Regions from separate parts of the Gossypium hirsutum genome. Here regions 1 and 2 are each linked to region 3. The links are chromatin contacts, called in public Hi-C maps. All regions are on one chromosome and are shown on one strand. Each heading gives the region's core, a stretch centred on a gene start, on an enhancer-like site or on the middle of the called end of the contact. The rest is flanking DNA. Distances are from core to core; before and after follow the strand shown. Region 1 holds the start of LOC121205985. Region 2 has its middle 25 kb from the start of LOC121206865. Region 3 holds the start of LOC107936471 (sorbitol dehydrogenase).

Region 1 (3,269 bases), core at 406-2,905, 310 kb before region 3:
ACCAACCACATGATCAACTTTTTATTTTAGAAATATCACATAATTTAATTTAACGGAATCCCTTTTAGAAATGTTTAATTAAATTTTAATGTCTCATTTGTTATTAATGTAATAATATAAGGGAAAAAATATTTATTGCATATGTATCACAATAGCTAAACATAAAATAAAAAAATTAATTAGTACAAATTTAAATTTTGAAATTAAAAAGATGAGTAAAAATTCTTATAAAAAAATAAGACATCTTCAAAATAAGTGATTTTCTTCTTTTCAATGTTAAAAATAAGTCATAGTAGTGACTAAATATTATCAATTGAATTAGTTTATTGCTAACTCATATATTAAAACATGTGTAAAAAAACAATACTTCTACTAAATGTTAATTAAATCAAAAGACTAAAAAGACTAAATTTCAAATTTAAAAAAACATAGGGGCTGGAAGCAGAATTAGACCAGACGTATAAACAATATCGAATCGGCAGCCAATGGTAACTTTATTACAATTGGTTTGAAAAATATACAAGATAAAATACCACGTGTATAAACAATATCGCATTGGCAGCCAACTTTAGTTTTTCTTTGGTTGACAGAAAAGAAGGTAAAAGCTGATGGCTTTTGTCGTTTCAAAGAATTTAACACTATCTTAATTCCCAGCGGCCACGTTTCAGAGGAGAATACAAAAGATATTGGCATAATGCCAAATTTAGTCCTTAATATTTATATACTTTATCATTTTTGTCATTATTCTTGTTTTAGCTAATTTTAACCTCAATCTTTTAAAATGAGTTAAATTTGACCTTTTAGAAAAAATCAAATTGTTGTTTCTTTTAACAGAAATATTAACTAAAACATTAAAATTTTAAACATGACAATCCACATAATAATTTACATATACTTCATGTTTTTTTTTAATTTTATGAATTTTTTTATTTTTTAAATATTTTTAAAGTAAACCATAGCTAAAAATTAATGATTTAGTTATTATTTAAAAAATAATTTTTTTAAATATTAAAGATCAAATTTAACTAAAAAAAGTTAAATTGATAAATGATATAAACATTAACTAAATTTGAAATCAAGATATTCTCCAAGAAACAAATTACAAAGAACGCTGCAACAACACCTCATTACTTCTTTAACTCGATAAAAAAATATTATGAGTTCCCATTTAAAAAATTAACCTTTTTTTTTTCTTTTACTAATTACAAAGCTGAAATTTTGTTGGAGAATCCAATCTCCATGTATCACAAAGGTTTGATTGAGCCTTGAACTTATCACAAAGGCTTTTATCTCCTATTTCACATGATAAAGAAGAAGAAAAAAAGAAGACGACCAAAACCAGTCTATAGTTTTCTAGCAGGTGAAGAAATTATTTTAATAACAAGGCCAGGGAAAACATCATCAGGGTCATTGATGTGAGGGTTGCGCTCAAGGATGAAAGGGTCGCCACACTTGTCGCTGATTGTGTGAAGGGTCTCCCCTTCTCCTACCACATAGATTTCATCACAAGGTCGGTTCAACAGTTGGCTCATCCCTTTCACATCTGCTTTCTCCGATACAGAGTTTGCGCTGATGGAACCTATCAATATTAAGACCAATAAGGCTGCGCCGATACCCCACGAGGCTGCATCGATTAGCGCCCAAGATTTCTTCATGCTTTTGGTTTTGCTTGGGAAAGAGGAGGAGGAGGTAAGAAAAGAGAGATGAGTTTCTTTTTGTATTGTTGATGAAACAGAGGGAATACTGGAGGGATACAAATAAAAGAAACATATCAGTGCTTTTTATATGCTACTTCTATGGACGGGTGTCTTGTGTTAGTAGGTAGTTGTGTTCAAAGAAAGCGGTAGGGTATTTCCTCAGATATTATTAAATACAAAAATATAATAATAGGTGGTAAAAGTAGTATGAAAATTTTTGTATTAAAATTCAGATAATATTTTGTCATCTATATTAAAAATGAGTAAATTGGTCTTTATATCTAAGATCAAGAAACAAATTAGTTGTATTTATTTAAAATTTCATCCATTTATATTATTAAAAGCTAGCGTAACTAACAGAATAATCAAATAGTGACATGTGTCGTACCACGTGTTCTTTATACCAATATATAGGGATTAGTTTGTAATAGTAGAAATGATTAAAATTTTTATTAGAATGACTAATTTATTCTTTGATCTAATATAGAAGATTAATTTACCCATTTTTTGAGTATAGGAAAAAAATACATTCCAACTTTTAGTATAAGAGTTATCATGATACTTTTACTTAATAAGATTTATATATGATGCATATATTACCATGGAATTATATTAAAACATATAGTTGATAAATTAAAGATTAATTTAAAAATTATTATAAAAATATAATTATTAGATATTTTATTTTAACAATATTTTATAATGTTTTGACTATGTTGAAATTTACACACAATTAATTATAAATCCATACAAGATAAATATGATGTATACGCTAAGTGAACCAAAACTCTTTAAAAAATATATAGATAGATAGATATAATTAATTTTAAAATTTATAATATATTTTGAATATATTAGACTTTCAAAATTGATGATATTTAAAGATTTTTTAATAAGAATTCATTGTTACATGTAATTATATTATTTGCGAGATTTTAATTTTAATTTAATGCATGATATTTAAAATTGTTTATTATTTAGAATTTTATTATTATTAATGAAAAAAAAATAATATTTAAAATTTAATTTAAAAATGGGACCTAGAGAAAAATTTTAGAATTCAAAATTTTTACTAAAATTTAAAATTTTTTACATACCTTCTTCTATATAATATATAATTAACTAAATTTAGTAGCTCGTGGTATAACATATTTGGTGGATAATTGTATTTAAATATGAATCATTTAATAAATAAAAAAATCTACTATAAGCAAGATATGACATGTTTAAATACAATTAATTTGAAAATTTTAATACATATTTCAGTTTCATGATTAATATTTTTATAATTTATATTTATATGGTTCAGAAATAAATAAAAAGTGAAATACAAGATACATTCATAAATTGGTGAGTAATATTTTATGGGATGAATAGCCTCCTTTCTTTTAGACAGTAAATTATCAAAAACTAAGGTGATACCTGTTCGATTCGATCAAATTTTTTATATTTTTTGAATTGTTTATCACAAATCGATTCTGTTCGATTCGATTTTTGGTTTTTTAAATTTACTTTGATAAAATGAATTATATTTTTATAGTTTTTAAATATTATTTAATAAAATTTTAAGGT
Region 2 (3,573 bases), core at 659-3,158, 400 kb before region 3:
GTAGAAGGATTAACTGAGGATGAGCACTATCATGCATTAAGCAAAGTTCTAGATCATCCAATGCAAATGCTTGTTTTCTTTAGTCTACCTTCTTCTGTGCGATTGGAATGGGTGAGAAAATTTATTTATGACCATTAAAAACCATGGTTGTGTTGGTGGTGTTTCGATAACTTTTTGTATATGTAATATTTGGATGGTATAATGACATGATAGAATGCCACACACTATTGCAACTTTTTGATGTTGTAAAATTTAACATATAGATTATGACATATAAGTTAATGACATCATGTAACTTTTTGTTAAATGTATGAACATTATGTTTGGATGTAAAATATAATTCTTAAGCTATTTATTATTTCTAATCTTTTGCTTTTTAGTTTAGAAGATAATTAAATTATTTGTTTCACTAATGATATTTTAGCACATTAAATATGCATTGTAGTTTAAAAATAAAAAAGTAGGTTATATATTATTTTTCTAATATTATATATTATGATTTTTATTAATTCATATTTTAATAATAACTATATTAAGAATGTTATTAAATTATATATTATTTTATTAAATTATATTTAATTATAATCTTATTAAAATTTAATAACAATAACAATAATCTACCTAAAAAAATTATGCTAAGGGTACTTTGGTCATTTAAGCTTTTTTTCTTATGCTATTACAACATTTATTCCATTCAATCAAATACAAAAATACTATTACAGCTCTATTTCATTTCATAAAACCAAACAATTAAATTACTGATTATAATGCTATACTCCGTTCACAAACCCAACGTGGGTTTAAGGTATTCATAACTAAACTTTCAACTCATTTAAGGCATTCATAAAAAAGATATAATATTAAATCTACTAACATCTTTTCCCATTTTATATTAACCATGCATGAAACACTTGGAAGGCTATAAATATCTACTATTTCTTTATGTTTAAGCTGATTCATCTAAAGTTATAAACCAGTTAATTATCCAATTATTATTTTTAAGGAATTTTTATATTTAATATATTGTTTTTCAATTAATATCATCTTAAGTGGGCTCACCCCTTAAACAGGTTCTATTTGTAACATTGATTTAATTGAAAGAAAGAAAGATAATAGGGAAGAGATGCAGGAGCGATGATTAGTAAAATTTCAACTACTCCCTTTTATCCCTTTTTTCCTTTTCCGTCATTTAGGCTCCTCTCTTTACTTTTCCTTTATTTATTTATTAACACATTACTTCTCCCTTGTAATGATTGCCATTGACCACTATTTTCTTTTCCACTTTTCCTCGAGGACCTCCACCATACATCATATCATCACATACTATAAATATTTCCAATTAAATAATATAACTTATTTATATATTTAATTTTATATAAACATCTCAATTAAATATTAATCTAGTCAATATCGTTCTTCTTGTAGAAGCTTAAATATCCTGAAAATATAAACACTTAATTTTATTTTAATTTTTTAATTTATTGTGCTTTGATTTGATTTAATTGTATTTATCTCAGCTTTTGAAAATAAGTTAACTTTTTAATCTAATTTTAGAATTAAATTAAATATCAAATGAATTTTAGAATGAGATTTAAAAGGTTAATTTTAAATTAGAGATTGAGATTGATTTTTGAATTTTCGAATTAACTTGATACTTAATAGAATTTAGCATTTGTATTTTATTTTAAAATAAATTAATTTTGAAGTTAATTAATAAAATAATTTCATTTTAATTGGACCTTTGAAAATTGCTTTTGAGGAATAGAAAAACAAAAATTAATTTGTTTTTGGAATTGAAATTATATTGTTTTCAATTATTTGATCCAAAAGGTCCAAAGTCCAAATTCCTGCCGAGCCTAGGTCCACATTCAAATTTTGGGCAAATTTTTATTCCTGGACAATTTTATGTTTCGACCTGATTTTTGGAGTCCAAAGCAATTTTTAGAGGCCCATTTTGGTTTAGCTACCGCCATTCCGTGTGTCTCTCTATATATAATTTTCTTTTTCTTTTTCTTTTTTTTGTTATCTCTTATATATCCAATTTTCGCGAATACAAAACAAATAAAAGATTTTCAGCATTCAGATTTGGTTAGGGATTGTTTTGGCGTTTATTTATATTTGTATTAATTTTTTTTGTAGTTGTATTTATTTATAAAATTAGACTTTGGAACATAACAATAATTATTTTCAACAAAATAAAATCTATAATTATTTAAATAATTTATTTGATTTTTTACTGAAAGGTAATTTTTTAGAACAAATAAAAATGATAGGATCTAATTTTTTAATTTTAGTAAAAATAATTTCTTTATTTTTTAAAAGGTTGGAAACAATGAGGACTTAAATTGTAATTTAGGAATGTTGAGTACCTTTAAATAATTTAACAAAACATGGATAAGTCGAAAAAGGAAATTGCCTATTCACAAAAGCTAGAAGTTTCTATTGTATTGTCTTAAATTCATTTTAGATTATTCTAATTGAATAAATGAATATCTTCTTCTTGTTTATTTATTTTCAAAATTATTATTGCAATTTATCAAAAAATTAGAAGTAAGCTTATTCATTTAAATAAGTGAATATAATGTTTGAGATTAAAAAAATAATTTATATATAAATATTAATTTAAGAAAATAATCGTGTAATGGTTACAAAATACGTTAATTAAGATTTTATTTTAATTATTATTATTTAAAATATTATTTTAGATTTGTAATTAAATAGCAATTTTTTATTGATATCATCACCTCCATAATTTTAATTAATAACAAAAGTAATTATTTTAAATTTTAAATTTATAAATAATATATATTTGAAATAATATTATTTAAAAATATTCAAATATTTAATATTTTTTTATAAACTTAAATTTTGATCCATTAATATGATGTTTTTAATTGTTAAAATTTTATCAATTTTATAAAACCCAGGAGAGTTTGTAATTATGTATTCTAAATATTTAAATTATTGATATTATTCATATAATGTATTATAATTTTAATATTTTATTTTATTTTTAAAATACAAAAAATGAGTATGCCACATATTAATAAATTAAATCTCGATGTTACCAAGATTTTGTAATATATATAAGTATGATTTAGATGTAAACCACTACCATTAAGTTGAGCAACCTTAATACCTAATAAATAATGAAGTAGCCTCATATCCTTGAGCAAAAATTTAGTGTGTAACCGATGAACAAAGACATCAATTTCTGTATCTGAATCACCAGTGATGATTATGTCGTCCACATACCAACACATACAAACAAAATGTATCAGTAACACGAACAAATAATGACTCATCAGACTTAGAAAGCTTGAACCCGACTAAAAAAAGAAGTGCTTTCAACTTGTCAAACCACGCTCTCGGAGCATGTCGTAACCCATACAATGCTTTATTCAATCGAAAAACTAGTTGTTGTCCATTCACATCAGTTTGAACATAATTTAACATAACTTGGAGGTTGTTGCATGTACACCTCCTCCATCAAATCACTGTTAAGAAATGCACTGTTCACATCCACCTGTCACAACTGCCGTTGTTTAGTGCCAATAAAAGAAAGAATAGTAT
Region 3 (3,386 bases), core at 712-3,211:
AGACAAGAGACAACCTGGCAAACTGAAACATCTTAGTAGTTGGAGGAAAAGAAAGCAAAAGCGATTCCCATAGTAACAACGAGTAAAATAGGAGCAGCCTAAATTGTGAAAATGGGGTTGTGAAGGAACAATAAAATTGTCGTGCTACTAGGCGAAGCGGTGAAGTGCCGAACCCTAAATGGTGATAGTCTAGTAGCCAAAAGCATTACTAGCTTACGCTTTGACCTGAGTAGCATGGAACACGTGGAATCCTGTGTGAATCAGCAAGGACCACCTTACAAGGCTAAATACTCCTGGGTGACCGCTGGCGAAGTAGTATCGTGAGGGAAGGGTGAAAAAAACCCCATCGAGGAGTGAAACAGAACATGAAATTGTAAACTCCCAAGCAGTGGGAAAAGCCCAGGGTTCTGACTATGTGGCTGTTGAAGAATAAGCCGATGACTTATAACACTCTTATTCGGTCTTTAAATAAAATTATTGGTGTTGCGCTTGCTCCAACCTTTAAGGATTTCTCTCGGTAGTTCTCAATGATCATAGCACACTCCTCGTATCTTGTAACAAGATAGATTGTGATAAATAATGTGGGTATGTAAATATCAATTCTTGAATGTTTATTACCTAAATTCTTTGTAAATAATTGTTTGAGATATTCAAACATGTTATACCATTGCAGATAGCGAATCTATTATTAATTAATTTCGATATCCAAATCTATTATTATTATTTATTTATTTTAATTCATTTTTTAGATATTCAGATTTGCTATACTGATAATGATATCTAAATTCATTATCTATCTTTAAATTTTTTAAAAAGCAACCAATAGTACTAAAAAATTAACCCAAATCACAAGTAAAGCGTCGAACCATTAAAGAATCATAAAGTACACTAATCCAAACCATTAGACATACCCTGTACACCCAATCCTACATCTATCTTCAATGAGAATAATACTATTAGTATTAGGCTCTAATACAATCATGAATAAAATCACTCAAATTATAGTCAGCATGCAACAAAGCACTCTTAACAAATTTATGAGTCCCCCTATTAACTGTTCTATGAATCTAGTAAAGACATTTAATGATTCATATTCGAATAATATTAATTTTTCTTTTGTAATTAAGTATTAAATAATTAAATTAAGACATTTAATGAATGGGAATAATATTTAAGTTTTATATGAATGGTAAATTCAACTTCAGATTATCATTAAACTTGATGGCATGGCACCCATAACATTTGGATAAGGGTTTTAGACTATAAGAGAATATGGCACACGGCAGATGGCTTTCACACATCATGGTTGATAAATGTGTATTAATTGTCTTCCAGTTCTATTGCCGATCGTCCACTCCAGTCATGGTCCATACCAAACACATTTTGATAAATCAAGTCTTACTCCAAAACAAGATAAATAAATAAATGATGATGAGTGATAAATGCAAGCCAATATTCAATATCATTAAATTATAAGTAAGTGTATGTTTTAACTATTCGTTACAAAATAATTATTAAAAAATTTAAAAATTTTTATTTAAGTCATTAAACTATTAAAATAATTGATATATAATTTTATTTAGTCACATTATCTATATTAATCAAAAACTCTTCATTTCCTTTTTTTTTATAATTCATCTTTTTATAAAATAGATTTAACAATCATAAATTCCCAGACAAGATTTAAACAATTTTCTTTTCTAATCCTTAAAATTAATCGTGAGATAGATTTAGATTTAAACATTAATCGTCAGATATATTTAGAATTTAAATTATGTTAACCAATCTACCATACCGATCATTAAATCATTAATTGGAGCTCACTAATCAATTTTTAAAAAAAAAAATTAATAATCTAAATAAAAATTTTTAAATAATTTAATTATTTAAATAAAAAATTTCAAATAATAATTTTAGTATGCTACTGCTATATATCTATTTAATCTATTCGTAACGAGAAACAGCCCCAAAAAGAAAACCCAAAGGGACCAGCTGACACTTTAAAACAATTATTTCGTATATAAAATCATATCTTTAATATTATTGATTTTATCCGCCACCTCTGATTCTTATTCACAAACATTTTGAAGAGGGATGCTAAAAGGTTTCAACTTTTAAGTACATAAAATCCACTTCTTTTTAGGCAAAGTGCAGCTTTGTGTGTGTCTATCCAACGAAAGCAAGAAGATGGGTAAAGGAGGGAAATCTCACGAAGAAACCAAAAGTGGAGAAGATGAAAACATGGCTGCTTGGCTTGTGGGTCTCAACACCCTCAAGATTCAACCATTCAAGCTCCCTCCACTGGGTATGCCATCCAATCCATATCACCATCTATTTTTTACTCTGGGTTCTTTATGTTGGTTTCTATTTTTAGATTTTATAACACTTTCGCTCGCTTTCTTTCTTATTGACTAAATTTGCGATAAATATTTTGTGAAGGACCCCATGATGCCAGAGTTAGGATGAAGGCTGTTGGTATCTGTGGAAGTGATGTTCACTACCTAAAGGTATATCCTTTTCCCAGCAAGTTCTTGCTCTTCTTAATTCTAATATGGATTAATCAGATATTGTTCCTACTAAGATCTGCCCTTTCATGCTGAACTCTAACAAATGAATTAAAGACAGAATTTTGGTCTTCCTACAAGTACTTGGCTTGAGTATATTGCTTGGCCTCCTTTTACAAACAATAGTATGCAACAGTAGTTAGGATTGCTGCTTTTTCGATCCCTTACCTCCATTTCATTGCCAATCAAATAGTTAGTGATAAAAAGGAACCAGGATAATGGCTAAAATGATTTCTGTATTGTTTCTCTCATCTTTGCCATTAGTTTTATTTGTATTTCTTTTCTGTTTTTTATAGACAATGAGGTGTGCTGATTTTGTGGTGAAAGAACCAATGGTGATTGGGCATGAGTGTGCTGGAATCATAGAGGAGGTTGGGAGTGAAGTCAAGAATTTAGTGCCAGGAGACCGTGTGGCTTTGGAACCGGGGATCAGTTGCTGGCGATGTGATCTTTGCAAGGATGGTCGATACAATCTATGCCCTGAAATGAAGTTTTTTGCCACTCCACCAGTTCATGGTTCTCTTGCCCATCAGGTTAACCTTTAAACTGCATTTCAGCATAGGTTCTAGTTTACTTTTCGGTGCTTATTTTGCTACTAAAATAGCATGTTTATAGTACCCAATTACAATACCGATTAAGTGATGCTTATTAAATAAACTATCAATAGTGTGAAACTAAGAGTGCTGCATACTCATTACAGTGACTTAATATTTTCTTAGGGGACCTTGATACAAAATCCTCAATTTTTATTTTCGAGGTTTATTAATGGGTGATTTTCAAGGTTCAGATTCAAAAGGCTTCCAGGATACAATTGTTATAGTT

What was found. Hi-C and Micro-C count contacts between places; a contact is called where the count stands out from the background.
Region 1: a contact with region 3 is called in a Hi-C map of leaf, with 1.9 times the contacts expected there. The contact joins the promoter of LOC121205985 here to the promoter of LOC107936471 in region 3. A contact is called at or near these places in 3 of 34 Hi-C or Micro-C datasets (hypocotyl and leaf).
Region 2: a Hi-C map of leaf shows a contact between it and region 3, with 4 times the contacts expected there. The contact joins the enhancer-like site here to the promoter of LOC107936471 in region 3. A contact is called at or near these places in 4 of 34 Hi-C or Micro-C datasets (all in leaf).

Annotation. Positions count from the first base shown.
Region 1 is chrA09:29,315,572-29,318,840 of Gossypium_hirsutum_v2.1, reverse strand. LOC121205985 reads right to left here and starts at 1,655. Exons shown (of 1, transcript XM_041076137.1): 1 at 1,344-1,655. The coding sequence starts at 1,655. The coding sequence ends at 1,344.
Region 2 is chrA09:29,405,111-29,408,683 of Gossypium_hirsutum_v2.1, reverse strand. No RefSeq gene overlaps it. Among protein-coding and RNA genes, the nearest start is that of LOC121206865, 25 kb to the right of the region's middle. Within about 2 kb of position 1,908, at least 1 of the 9 cell types and tissues checked has an H3K27ac peak or open chromatin away from gene starts, as enhancers often do. A contact at or near this core is called in leaf, where this site is marked.
Region 3 is chrA09:29,008,564-29,011,949 of Gossypium_hirsutum_v2.1, reverse strand. It overlaps LOC107936471 (sorbitol dehydrogenase), which reads left to right and starts at 1,961. Exons shown (of 6, transcript XM_016869200.2): 1 at 1,961-2,305; 2 at 2,440-2,507; 3 at 2,861-3,097. The coding sequence starts at 2,188.